Linked DNA regions of Dromaius novaehollandiae: region 2 is linked to region 1. A link is a contact called in public Hi-C data. All regions are on one chromosome and are shown on one strand. Each heading gives the region's core, a stretch centred on a gene start, on an enhancer-like site or on the middle of the called end of the contact. The rest is flanking DNA. Distances are from core to core; before and after follow the strand shown.

The links. A called contact is a pair of places that touch in the nucleus more often than the background predicts.
Region 2: a contact with region 1 is called in a Hi-C map of ovary, with 4 times the contacts expected there. The contact joins the enhancer-like site here to the promoter of DLEC1 in region 1. A contact is called at or near these places in 2 of 4 Hi-C or Micro-C datasets (brain and ovary).

What each region holds. Positions count from the first base shown.
Region 1 is chr2:5,967,927-5,975,109 of bDroNov1.hap1, reverse strand. It overlaps DLEC1 (DLEC1 cilia and flagella associated protein), which reads right to left and starts at 3,276. Exons shown (of 38, transcript XM_064505693.1): 1 at 2,951-3,276; 2 at 1,811-1,951; 3 at 1-108. The coding sequence starts at 3,193.
Region 2 is chr2:6,122,010-6,129,192 of bDroNov1.hap1, reverse strand. LOC112981185 (cryptochrome DASH-like) reads right to left here. Exons shown (of 14, transcript XM_026096646.2): 5 at 6,230-6,378; 6 at 5,732-5,820; 7 at 4,520-4,593; 8 at 2,672-2,761; 9 at 548-627. Among named protein-coding and RNA genes, the nearest start is that of MYD88, 15 kb to the left of the region's middle. Within about 2 kb of position 4,757, at least 2 of the 2 cell types and tissues checked have open chromatin away from gene starts, as enhancers often do.

The DNA.
Region 1 (7,183 bases), core at 2,027-4,526:
CACGTTTAGGGCCCTTTCTTCTTCAGCTATTGCTCGCTCCTGTGCATAAATGATGTTCTCTTCTACTATGTCAGCTTCTGTCAGTCGGCAATTATACTCAGCAAGAAGCTGTCACAGACATGGTAAATGCAGAGAAATAACTGCAGTTTGAGCTGTCACAAATTATTAAAGATCTCCTTATAGATAAATATTTTCTATTTGCCTTTGAGAAGCAAGTAGAGAGTGCCTGGTAAAACATCATTAGTTTACAAGAATAAAATGGCATGCTAAAATACCTTCATTTCTATCATTTAACTTGTGCTTGGTAAGAAGCACTATCCAACTTTTATATGTCAGCAGGAAGAATGTGTGAAAGATGAGACAAGCTTCTCAGAACAAGAGCAAAGTCTGTCTTTTACCTTCTGTGGCACAATGGCTAACGCACTGTATTTTGCCTGGAATGTAGGATTACTTTTAAAGTGAATTTCCCTTCTACAAATTAGGATGGGTTTTAAAACTCCAAAATATCCCAGTAGGGATACTTTACTTCTCCTTGTATATTCTAGATTGTTCTGCCCAGCGTGCTTGGTGATTCACAAGCATAACTCCAAAAGAAGATCCTGCCTCAAAGAGGTATCAATCTAAGCCAAAGAAACAATTTGGCAGAGGCACAGAGATGGACAGGAGCAATGCCAAGTGAAAATTACAGACACTGGTCTCAGAACATCTGTAGCCTATCACTGAGCTTTTTGCAGAACTTTTATGTAACATGGTTTAATCTCATGGCTGAAAAATTTTTAAATAGAAAGGGCAAGCTGCATCTCTGCTAAAACCAGATGCCTCCTCCTGTCCTGCTCGTTCTGGGATCTCTCCACTGTCAATAGAATCTAGGACATGACTCTGTCCCATGCCAAAGTAGATATCTAAAATGGATTAGATGAATCATGCCCTAAAAAGGGCCTGTTTTTCTTCTGTGATGATACAGAGAGCTGTGGGTGGCTAGTTCAGCTGTAACATACACATTAGAGGCATGTACTGTCAGTTGAGATGAATCTTATCCAAGCAATCAATTTCAGGAGACAGTATTCACATTTTATTACTCAGAACAACTTGTGTCCACTGATATAATGACAAATGACTCAAAAGAAATATAAAACTTCAGGTTTTTCAGGTATGATAACCTTTGAGAAAGTATGACGCAAAAGGGAAAACAAAACAAAACAAAATAGATGTTGCTCAAATCATCCTAACAATAGCCTCCACTCACACACTGACAACAGCTACCAGAGCAGTATGATTAATACAAGTATTTTGCATTCCTACTGTTGTTTTCATCCAAGATTTCCAGATAGCTTTAAAAACACTAATGAATTATGTATCATAGTGCACCACTAAGGTGGCAAAACTATATTTAAGTATCTTTGCAGCACCTCTTTTCAAAATGCAACACATGAGAATATGTTATTGTGAGATAGGAAGTCTAGTACAGTGACTTTCAATTATACAGAGAGGTTATGTTGCCAGCAGGTAGCAGAATAGGCTTTTAAAGGGTGATTGGTTATATTTTGTGTCTGAGAAAGCTTCCAGGACAGAGAATAGTACGTGTTGTTACAAGGATCATGTGATGAATACCAATCTATAGGAAAGATCCTGTGGGAAAACATATTCAAGTAAATTTCGGTACCTAAAAAACTGTCCATTAAGATGTCAATTCTAGGGGGAAAAAAAACTTTCCCCCCCCAAAGACCTAGAAATTGTAATTTAGCAATGAACACGTATGTGTAGTAAATGTGAACAGAGCTCTCAACTCTGACTTGGTTTTGACCTGTACCTTCTGGAGCTCCTCCGTAAAAGTCTCACGATAAACATCATCTCCTCCGCGGGACTTGATCAAGTTTGTCTCCATGTCCACCCCTATAACATCTGCAGTATACAGGTCCTTAAAGGTGCTAATCAACAAATGAGAAATGTCCTGAGGAGAGAAAATGAGGCTGTTAATGCTTAAACATAGAGATGGGAATGAGGAATTTTCTAGGGTGAGACACGGGCTACCACATAAAACATGCTAGAATGACTAAATAATTATTCAGTTCTGCAGTAAAGTTTAAATTTACTTATATAATTGTGAAACAAATCTGCGTTTGGGGAGAGGAAACTGGACAGGTAGTTAACGCCGCCAAATGTCAGCAAATACACTAGGGCTAATCATCCACGTCCTCTTTTATTGCCAGAAGAGCTAGAACGGGATTTCTCTCGGCTTAAGGGAAGTGCTTGGAGCAGGTCAGAGAGCTCGTGCAGTAAAGGACACAGAGTGTGAGTGTGAGCACAGAGGTGTGGGCTGCACGCCGGGCGCGCGTCTGTGCCAGCCACATGCGTGTGCGATGGGCTGCACGCACAGCTTTCGGTGTGCACAGGGGCGCGCGTGTGCTGCAGACTGGGGGTGTAGGGGTGTGCAGGGAGTGCGTGTGTGTGTGTGTGTGTGTGTGTGTGTGTGTGTGTGTGTGTCTGTGCCAGGTGTGTGTGTGTGTGTGTGTGTGTAGGGATGTGCAGAGTGTGTGTGTGTCTGTGCCAGGTGTGCGCAGGGATGTGTGTGTGTAGGGCTGTGCAGGGAGTGTGTGTGTGTGTGTAGGGATGTGCAGAGTGTGTGGGTGTGGGTGTGCGGGGAATATGCAGTGTGTGGGTGTGCACATGTGTGTGCGTCAGGCTGTGAGCGGGGGGTGTGTGTACGCTCGGGTTTTTTTTTGTGTGTGTGTGTGTGCGCGCAGGGATATGCAGGGAGTGTGTGTGTGTGTGTGTGTGTGTGTGAGCGTGTGTGTGGGGGGGATGTGCAGAGTGTGTGTACGTGCATGTGTGTGCACCAGGCTGTGGGCAGGGGTGTGTGTGCGCATGTGTGTGTGTGTGCGTGTGTGTGTGTGTGTGTGTGTGTGTGTGTGTGCGTGCCCGCCCGCGGGGTCCAGCCGCGGTGCGTTACCTGCATCCCGGGGTACAGGCCGTGCTGAGCCATGCCAAGCCTGGCTCCGGGGTCTCCGCGGCCGGCCCGGCCCTGCCGCCTCTCTGCCACCGCCTCAGGCCTCCCGCCGCCGCCTGGGGCCTCTCCCCGCCGCCTCAGGCCTGGGCCGTTGCCAGGCGACAGCACAGGCGGTGCCAAGGGCCGGGGCGGCCAGGCCCCGCCGCTCGGTGTCCCCAAGGGCGGCCTAGCTGCGCGAGCTGACATCCTCGCGCTCCTCACGGCGCCCGTCCCCGAGGGCAACGGCGGGCGGTGCGGGATATCGCGGGCGGCAGGACCCGCTGCCTCTTCCCCCTGGCCGCCCCGGCCGGCCCCGCGCCGCGGCCTCTGTGTACGCCGGTTGCTAACAACAGCTGCCTTCCCTTGGCCGAGGAGGGTGATATTTGCCTTAGAAACAGCGCTTGCCTTCACTGCGTTCCCAGCACAGTGGCTTTTTTCATTTCTCCAGCCTCCTTTTATTTATTTTATTTATTTTTCCACCTCCCCCCGGTGTCCTGCTTGGCCTGGAGGAACCAGGCCGCGACCCCCGAGGCCTCTCCTCCACCACCACGGCCGGGGCGGCCGCGCTCCGCGACCATAACGCGGATCTGCGGGGGCCGCGGCCACCTCGCCTGACACGCTGGTGTGGTACTGCCCTCTGACGGGGTCTTCCGAAAAATAACCCACCCTCGCGAGTGCCGCTGTGCTCCTTCCCCTGAGCACGCGGGCGAAAAGCGGCGTCCACGGGCCTGCGGCCGGCGGGTTTGCTACTGCGTTTCCTTTTACCTAACGTGGCACCAAATTAGACCCCTAGCAAGGCTGTATTTTGGTTTCTTTGCAAAAAGGGAAACTTCCCCAAGGGAAACCTCCAAGCGTGTCCGTAATATCACATTCAAGAGCCTAAGGTAAATCGGAGGAATTCCTGTCATCCGACAAGAACTAGACCAGATGCACCTGTTTTCCCCTAGGAGAGGGTCACAGCTCTGTTCCTGGTGGCTGCACAGGCACGTACGTGTGTCCTACCTCTAGTAGCTTGGAGTGTCCCACATTTTGACCTGTTTCCACATCAGAATCCCAAGTTTTCTGGTCATGTGCTATTGCAATTGGTTATAACATCTGCTTGCTAACGGGAATGTTAATGAAATCCAGCATTTTTGCAGAATCCTTTCCCAGCATTTAAGAAAGCCTTAGAGTAGTGGCAGTAAAGCAGATGTTTCTGTTTAAAGTAGTATATAGATGTATATGAGAACTGACCGCGGAAAAAGCTTTCTGTTCTTTCATCTTTGCTGTTTTTCAACAACTTGCCAGGCAGATCATCTCAGTTTAGAAGGCGGATGCTTTTTTTCCATCTGCAGTCCAACAAACTTACCATGAGATCGGAAAATGAGGGTGAGATCTACCTACGCCATGGGCAAACCCAATATCCGAAGGGAGCGTTTAAAGGCTGATCCAGAGCTGTACACAGTGCAGTTTCCCATCCAACACTAATATATTTTTGACCAGATCTCATTTTTATGCTGTCATCATTAACTCACAACCTTAAAAAATAGATAGCACTATTCCCATCATACAGCTGTTTAATGCAGTTAAGATATTCACATTTCCATGTAAACACTATAAAAGTTAAGAACAATTTGCATATATCTCACTCTCTTGATCACCATGCTAATCTATTTAACTTTCAAAGGCTGAATGGAGAATCATGAATATAGGAAATGCTAAAAAAGCCACCGAACAGAAGGTTTAGCCTACGGTTGTAGGCATAGCTTGTCCAAATGTAGACACTTTCTCTAACCACCATGTATGACACCTACCAGAAATTTTTGCCTTGTATTTCCCCTGTATGTGCTGCATAAGGCTGCATCTTACACTGATGTGTTGATTCGGATCAGGAGTGTGTATCTGAAGTAACTGTCCTGATGGCCCCGCTTCCCCTGCTTTTGTGCACGGCGTGGAGTCGTCTCGGAGCACACCAACTGCATTTCCCGAGGAGGAAGCTAGCCTGAAAGAGCTCCAGGATTTCATCTCATATGCTCCATCTGCTAAAGCACATTCAATCTACAGGATCAGACCAAAGGTCATCTGAAGTAAAACATCCCCAAATACATATAGTGTGGACATTGTCTCCTCAGCAACAACTTTTTGCGCTGTAGGTCTGCTCCTATTGCACCATGCTTCTTGCTAATGTAGACATAGTCGAAGTCACAGTCACTCCCTCTTCGTAGAGGAATCATTTGTTCTGCTACAGTCCAGATTATTCCACTCTTAAAAGGTGTTTCTGGGCTGTGCGAGAGTCATATTGCTTTTCGATATTTATTTTGTTCGAACCCCCCAAGTGGTCCTCTTGTTGTACCACCAGGACTGTGAAAAAAATCAACAGTTATCCAAAAACATGCTTTCTGCTTGTAGTAATGTGTTGTTAAAAGGTCCTTCCCATTGTAACCTAACCAAATCACCTTGTAGTCATGGTGGGTGGATCGTTCAGGCATCCAAGCACCAAATGACATTATGCATATGGCAAGCCTGGCTTGTTCTTTCTGATTGTTAGCTTTGCAAAACTGACAGTAGTAATAAGTAGCAAAATATATATCTATAAAGTGGCCAGATGTGATTCAAATACAACCAGGGAGCTAAAGAACTGTGTAACAAGTGATGTGTACAAAGCCATATTGCAAAGTAGAGCTACATCTTACCCTTTTGTACAAAAATTCAGGTTTTAAATTAGTTTTATTTATCTTGCTCATATTTTATTGCAAGTATAGGCGGATGTTATGATCTAAGCTTGTAAGTCAGCCAGTATATTACTTTACACATTTTTAAAGCAAAGGACAACTGTGTTTGACTAATTAGAATCCTAAATTATTGTCAACATGTATTCATTAAATGCATAAATAATAATGGACTAATTATAGTGTCCTTTCACTGAATAAAACAGCTTACAGAAAGGTTCATACATTTATCTTCATAGCAATTCCTAAACCTCTACTATCAGTGGACTTCCTTGCAGAGGGAGGACTCACTAAAGTGGTAACACTCACATGATATTTGAAAGGTTTCTTTGAAATTACAAAATGTAAGACTCTGTTAAAAATTAAAAAAAAAAACTTAAAAATTCTGCTGAAAGTGCTATCCACACTATGTTAGCGCAACACTATGGATTCATTTGGAATTGATCTATCTATATCTCTCAAATATAAATATAATCCAAATATATATGTGTGTGTGTGTGTGTATATGTATATAAAATGCCATGAGTTATATGTTGGTAAAAAAAAAAAAAAAAAAAAAAAAAAAAAAGAGGGTTTAGAATGCTAAAGACTGCAAACATTTTTGGATATTTTTAGGATTTTCTGGAGAGAAGGCAAGTCATGTAGGCTTCACATGGCATTTTTTAGATGCAGGAGAATAAGGTACTGTCTTTTGCTGGGGAAGAATTGCACTATTCATATTCCCATTGGGGGAAGCAGGAATAATAGTCTCCTCCTTAGGTCTGGGTGTTCACAGCACAGTTCCCGTAAGTATTCTGGGGGTATGATTGACTTTGACGTTGCTGCCCTCCAATGGTCATATTAAGGTTTCCGTGTATTCAGGAAAACTTAAAAAAAAACAAAAAAACCCACTGTATTAAGGCTCTGATCAGATAACTGAGAAGCTAAAAATACTTTAGTCTTCATCTAGCATATTCTCTTAAATGTATGTTGGGTAAAGGGTATTTATTCTCTACACTGGTGAAGTGATGTTTTTTCCCCCTAAGTACTGCAGAGACAAATGCGGCCAAACAAGTATCATCTGAATGCAGATCTCCTTCGCATGTCACCATGTGTATTGTGAAGATGAAATAAAAACAGCATTAACAGTCTGACTTTAAAACCCAGTAAAACTTTCAGACATGGCAACTAGAAAAATATTCTTTGGGGTTTTTAGATTCAAATGCCAAACAGCTCAACTTCTGAAAGCTGGCGTCTCACATTGCAGTACTTCCTTGTCCTGCCAAAGTTGGGTTTCTCCTTGGACATACTAGTTAGTTTAATTAAAGATTGTCTTCTTCTTAGAGAGCTTGCCTTGCTTATCTTACTTATATCGTTTCCAATTCTCTTTGAAACACTTAGAAATGGAACGTGCAGTTCCACCTGGATAGTCCTCATTATTTCCTCTCCTAACATCGTGTGTGATGTTATTGTGTGGCTGTCTTCTAATAGGAGTCAGCCCTTTTGTTTT
Region 2 (7,183 bases), core at 3,508-6,007, 150 kb before region 1:
GATAATCTGCTGTCTCAGGATCCAATTGCTTGGTCAGTTCCTGCTCTGCCCCAGATTTTCTGGTGAATTTGGGTAAGTCCTGAAGCCTGAGTCTCTCCAAAGGCTCCAGAGTGTCTCCGGAAACAGCATCTTTATTCTTATTGTGCTGCCATTTCCCACTGACGCGAGTTAACAATATTCTCTGTGTTTAATCAGTTTTGGGGGCAAAACTCCCTCAGTGTCTACCCAGCATCCAGCATCACAGTGTTCAGGCACTTCTTTGCTAACAGTAAGTTCACTAAGTGAGGGACAACAGTTGTTGCCACTGGATAGTGCCCAATATCGTTAAAATGGCAACACAGGTAAGTATTCAAATAAACTCGCCATAAGGGGACTTGGTAACCTAATGCAAATTCCCCTCCCACTCCAATCCTGGAAACACCTTAAGGAAGTGACACAAGTGCTATGAGAAGAGCATTTGTACAACGCAATGCTCACAGCCTCTTCTCTTCCTTTGCCTGCTGTACGACTGTCCCTTTCCCCTGCAAACACAGTGATCCATACACACCTCTCAGTGAGAAAATCCTTCTCCCATACTTCAGGGCCACAAATCGGAAGTAATCCCGCCACAGCAGTTCAAACAGGACCCTAAAACACAGAGCCATGTCTTTATTTTCACTGTGGATCAGAAAATTACTGAGTTAGGATTTTGCCTCTATAGCACCCTGCATTAATAACACCGCGAGGTTTATTTACAATGAGCAGCTTCTCCCACCTTACCTTGCTACCAATTCTTGCCCCAAACCTATTAATCCAGCTTGCACTTGGATGGTTATGGTGAAACTTTATGCAGATCACTTGGGAGGCCTTTCTCAGCTCTGGTGTGAGAGCAAAATTTCAGGAAACCTGTTTCTGATCCATCCCTACTAGGTTATAATTCTGCAAAGAGCAGGGTGGGGGCCGGATTCAGCTTTGTACTTCCGCACCCACAAGCGTGTCAGCACATTCCTAAGAGCTCTGCGTGGATTTAAGCAATAACCTCTGTAAGGGACTTAAAGGCATTTTTCAGAACTAGGCTTATGGTGGCCTTGCCCATGAGATCAGGTGTTAGGCCTGCAGAAAATAGGCAAATTTATAGAAAGAATTTATATAAAAAAGAATGATGGCACCTCAGCCTCTGAGAGCTGCTTCAGCAATCTAGGATATTGGGAATACACTGCTCAGCTGATGTTTCAGCTTACAAGATCTCTCTGGAAATCCTGACTATAAAACAAACTGTCCCAACCACTGAAAACCACAGTCCTGAGACAGAGGTTCAATCAGCCCCTCTCAAGGAGCCACCAAAGACCTGCACTTCACTGTACAGTGACTGTAGTGCCTGGGATCTTGACAGCTTCCTTTATATAATCATTTATCACTTCAGGACGCTCGGACTACCATGGCACCCAGGGTGCAGGCAGGCTGGCTGGCTATTAGATCGAAAAAAAAAATGAGTATGTTCATTTCTTGAAATCTTTCCTCTATGAATTCTCTTTGAAGAAAAAGAAAGTACATACATAAACAGGCAGAAGGTCAACATTTTATCTATCATTTCAGTTTCAATAAAACTATTTTGGTCATGACTGTTGGCAACGTTCTGCCTGCTTTTCCTCAGCCTCCATGCTGTTTAACAGGCTGCAAATGTTACAAACCAATATGAAAACACAGTTTTACAATTTGCACACACTTTCTGTTTTGCTTTTTTCCATGCAGGTCTAGTATCAGACCAGGCTCTAATGTGAGCCTGCTTCTTCGTAATAGCTCCCTGCTGAAGTACGAGTGATCTCTTGGAGGTTTCAGCCACACCGCTAGCTAAGCGTGGATCTGAATTCACTGCCATCACTGTAGCCTGCACTAAGAGGCTGTCCCAACCCCTCTAAGAGGGAATTCTTACCTCAGTAGGGTTAGATGGGTTTTAATTCACTGTGTCTGTGTGGATCGGGAGCATATGAGTAAGCCAAAGGCCAGCCCAGAGACAGATACACTGAGCTCAACTGTCCCCCAGCAGCGCAGGCTCCCCCAGTACAACCCGCAGGCCGGCGAGCAGCCAGCAGTGGGGTAAGGAAGGGCCTGGGAAGGCTGGATGCATTAAGCCCGCTTCTAAGTCGGCTCTTCCCCTCGCTATGGAGTTGTGATCACGGCCAGGCAGCTGAGCAAGCACAGGCCTGCTGGCAGGGCTGTGGCCAGAGGTCCTGCAGTGCTTCTGACACGGTGCGATTTGCACAAGTCACACAGTTGCTGCGATGCTAAATATTGGGTGAAACTCATATCACTGTGATGAGAAATCCTTTGGCTTTTAGTTGCAAGTCATTTTTCCCCTTCTCATCTAGCTCAGTATAACAATTCAGAGAGGGATGGTGCTGATTTACAGAGATCAATGTTAAAAACTAAGAACCACAATTTCCCAGCAATACTAATGACAACTAGCACTAATAATCTTGACTTATAAAGTGCCTAAAGCTCTGGATGCTAAAGGCAGCTAATAAATCCATATGGAAACAGAAGTGCAATGCAACCCAGGGAAACCAGACAGCAGGCACGGGAAAACCAAACATTAATTAAGGAGAAAATTGACAAATCACTCTCTCCTGTGCATGAGATGCCAGTTTGCTTTTCAGAGAAAACAAGCCATGGTGATCATGCAGGGTCATACCAATATGTGCTCTGATTTGCCGTTCTGTCTTTTTCATACTTCCGGATCTGCTCATAGATGTATCGCGGTGAAATGCAGCCTAATGCCAGCCTGAAAGCAGAAGGAAGATGGCTAAAATGCAGTAAGGGACTGACAGCTGGACATCTGCAGAGAGGGAGTGGGGGGGCAGTTTTGCGCTTAGAGTTGCTGCCTGAAAGCCTTAGCTCAGTCTGCAGTTCTGCCACAGACTTCCCAAACGACTTTTGTCAAGTCATATGATGTTTTTGCAACTCCAAGTGAAAATACAAATCACAATCCTTCCTTCCCGTTTTCGATGACTGTTACGGGAGACCCCAAGCTACCAAGAGAGATCATTTCACAGAAGTTTGACAAATTCCGCCTAAAAGACTTTCTCATATCAGCCAGTGACTTAGTGTATCAATGACAAACCCAGAAATGGATCCCAAATATCAACCTCTCCGTTGTCTGCTTTAGCTGTTCCACAGCATTCCTTCTACTACAAGCCTATTTATCATGTCTGCAGCTCCTATTGCATTACTTGACCATCTCGTCCGAGCAACCATGATTCAGAGAAGGCAAAGGACTTGCTGAAAATCTCAGATGGGTTAGGAGAAGCTGGGAACCGAACCCAGCCCTAGCATTACAACCCACTGGGCTCCTTCCACTTGTTCCAGGTCACTGCTATGCAAGGCAGAAAAGAGCTTGTAGAGTCAAATCTTTTGCAAGGGGAGATTCAAGAAATAACCTTTACCTTGATTTTCCCAGAAATGTATTTTAATGTAATTTCTCACTAGAGCTTACAGAAACATTTAACATTCTGATAAATTTTGGAAAACAGGAAAAAATGGTCTGAAAAGCTTTTCCATAACTGTTAACAAGCTCTAACACTCAGAAATGGCCAGTATGAGATGTGAATGACTGGCTGCAACCCGAACAGCTCTGACTTTGATTCTCTGACAGAAGAACACTTGGGCGCAGACACATCAGGACTGTCTGCTCTGGGCGAATAAATGATCACTTTGGAAAGGTGGGAGCGGAGGCCACCGCGGATACAGAACTTCCTGCAGCGCCTGTGCTCCTGGGACCCCAAAGTGCCACGAGGTGGAGCCATCCACTGCAGCCACCGAAACCGCCTGCTTGAAAAGAAGAAATCCTGACCAGTAACAGCCCCGGAAAACAATTATTTCACACTGTAATTCGGTCAGGGACACACTCCAGATGTTCTCCGCATCAGGCTAAACGGAGTTCTGCTGCAGCAGGTTCAGTCTGGAATTAACTCTGTCCCTTCCAGCCCTGGAGACTAAAGCCCCTGATTAGAAGTCATCATACTTACACAAACTAGAGCTCCTTTTGCAATAATAATAATCAGAAGTGGCCCTTCATTTCCACAGTAAAATGGAATAGCAGTGAGGCGAGGTGACTTGCCCCAAAATATTCAGCAAACCAGGAGTGGATTTAGTTCTGCTGCAGCCCCATCAACATGCTGCTTGCGAAACTACTTCTTCCCTGCGTGCTCTGAACCACTCTTGATACACAAAGCTGCACAAAGTCGAAGACAAGTCACATGTCTCTCCAGGGCCCTGTCCACATCTCTGCTCACACTGGGCACTTGGCATAGTATTGCTACACTTCAGATATTCCTAGGTGCAAGAACCTTCCCAAGGAACCGCTGGCTGGGAGTGCAATAAAGAGCAGCTCTGAGACTGCTGTACCCCAGACAAAAAGCTCAGGGCAAGGGGATCACACCTACACCGCTATCCATGCCGTATGAGTGTGCAGCCGACAGGTAACATCAATTTAAAGTGGGGGAGAGACAGAGCTTAAAGTCTCACAGCAAAAGATCTTTACCATGGTGCAAATTTGGTTGAATAATCCATTCCTATCAGGCCATTCCGTGTCTCCTTGTAAGAGGCAACCAGGTTCTGTGTGAGAAACAACAAAAGATGTTTAAATAGAGAACATACAACCTAGAAAACATGCTTTCTCTCATGCTCTCATGGGAGCCAGAGCAATCTGGCAGAGCCAGGCTCCCTCTCACGGCTGCCTGCAAGGATTACAGGGCTGCCAAACTTGCCTCCAGCACACTGGAATTAATCAGGCCAGCAGTTTTCCTTCTAGCTCTGGGATGTGTGTCACAAGCCATGCTCCCCCTTCAGCCTGTGGCACATCGCTTTCTACAAGTGTCATGAAACTGGCTGCGCTACGCCCTGCCTGCACAGATCTCACTCTGGTTCAATAATCCACTTAGAGGCACCGCTGGCAGCCAGGTTGGGACTGCTAGCTGGGTCCACCGCAGTGTCCTACAGCACCCAACACCCAGCTGCAGGAATCCTGATTGCTGTTATTGTCTGGGCCACCGCCACTCACAGCTAGGTGCAGATTCTCCATTTTCTGGACACTTCACTGCCAGTGCAAAGGACATTATAGGAAAGCCCAATCTCTCCCTAATCCCCTTGGCTGCACAGGTTACAACTGCTAATGGGCTGTTCTGGACCACCAAGGGCTGATAATATTTGCCTCACAAAAAGGCAACAGGTTTTCCAGCACCGAGTGTATTCATGCTTGGCCAGGATTAGGCACTATATACGCTCCCCAAAGGCATCCTAATGGAGGCACTGGGCAGCAGCTGGGGTCAGTTGTTCCTCACCTCAATTGCAATTGCAGCCCTTCAGGCCACTTCTCACTCCTCCAAAGTGGAGGAACTAAACTGCTGCTGACCCGGGGAGGGAGAGTCAAAGAAATGGCAAATCAAGGGCAAATCAACGTAAAGGAGCCAAAAGATGGTCCCAATTCCCAAAAGTTGGTGGAAAAAGAAAGTCTTAAGACTGCTGGCCTCTAAATTAGGTTCCCAAGTACTTAGATTATAATCCCAGTGCCTGGATGACTTCTTTTTGACTCAGCTTCTCTGTCTGAAAAACTAATATAATGCTAATTCTCTCCTTTGTAAAGTGCTATACAGGAGCTAAGGAAATATTAGTAGGAAATGAAATTGCAGCCTCACCCACTTGCACAACCATATGTATATAGCGGAGGATGCAGACAAGGAAATGTAAGCGTTACCGTGTCCCAAAAATAATACTGTAGTCTCATTAAAGCCTGAGTCTCTCCTCCACTGCAGGGGAAGGCTGTTCGTGGATCAGTTACAAAATCTGCCATAGAAAATAACCATTAGATTGTTACCAAGAAAAATCAGCTCTCGGAAGCAGCTCAAAGGCAGGGAGCATAAAAACTAGAGGAGTTCACCATTAGGTCTCTCTGCTTTGGGGAAATACATGATTGTGCTCAGTGATCCCTGGAACAAGAAGGGCCACATCAAACACATTCAAAAATACTGATTAAAAGGATATTTTCCACTCCACTCCAGGGCTTGCCGCCCCTGCTTCTCCATGCAGGGAGTTTACCTTCAACCTGCCAACAGTCTGGTTTGATGTATGAGCAAACAGATGCTGAGTTACAGTCTGAAGGGCCCTCACTGCCTTGGAGGACCTCTGATTCTCAATAAGAGACATCTCTCAGTAGAAATTTCATGGGGGCAGCTGCCAAATTAAGTTTTCTTACCCTTCTGTCCCAAATCCTCCATTGTAGGGATACATCCTTCTTCCACCCCTGCAGCCAGGGGCTTTAGCTGATCTGCCATGTGGAGCGTTGGTCGTACCTTTGCCTCAGTTTCCATGGCTTTTCGAAATTCAGTGTAGACATCAGGCAATCTGTACAGATTACAGTGCAATCAGACCTTCGGGGGACGGCTATCCTGGCCCCTCCACAGAGCACCAGTTAGCTTCTGCTGACAGAGGATTAGTATCTCAGATTGCACTCTCCTGAGGGTGGTGTACATATTTTTCATACATGCTTGCACATCACCTTGCACAAAAGAGGTAGACTCCCCTGGGGATAGCAGCAATCAGAAGTTCAGTCATTCACACAGGTTTTGTTTGCTTCTGATCAAAATGGTGCCTTTTCAATAAGAGGGATTTATGGAGTGTCCTGATGGGACAATCCACAAGGGTGAGGTTTATCTCACCTAACTTTACATTGTCCACAAATCTGCACCATACAGGTCTGCAACCTCAGGCTTCCTTTATAGTCAATGGAGAGAAACAGGCATTTTAATGGCCTGATTCTTCTGCCCTGTTTTATAGATCTTCTGTAGGATAACATGAATCACTCAGCTCCACCAACTAGATCTCCAGTGATTATTGCGAGAGCCAAAGGTGAAGAGCCCACATACAGAGGTCTACTTTCACAGGCACCTGCATTCAGCCAGATGGGGTAATGGAGCAATCCAGTCCAATGCCACAGGGTCTCTGGGCACTGCAGACTGAGTATCCAAACTGTGCTGGGGGACAGAGGAAGAGAAATCAGTCCCTCAGTCAATGATCAAACAAGCCCCTCATTTTGATGCATATTGATGAGCAAATGCTACTGGCAGAGAGGGATGAACATGTCCCTTCCCCTTGATGTACATGACAGCACTGCTCCATAAATGCAGATGAACTAATGGTCCTTTCCCAG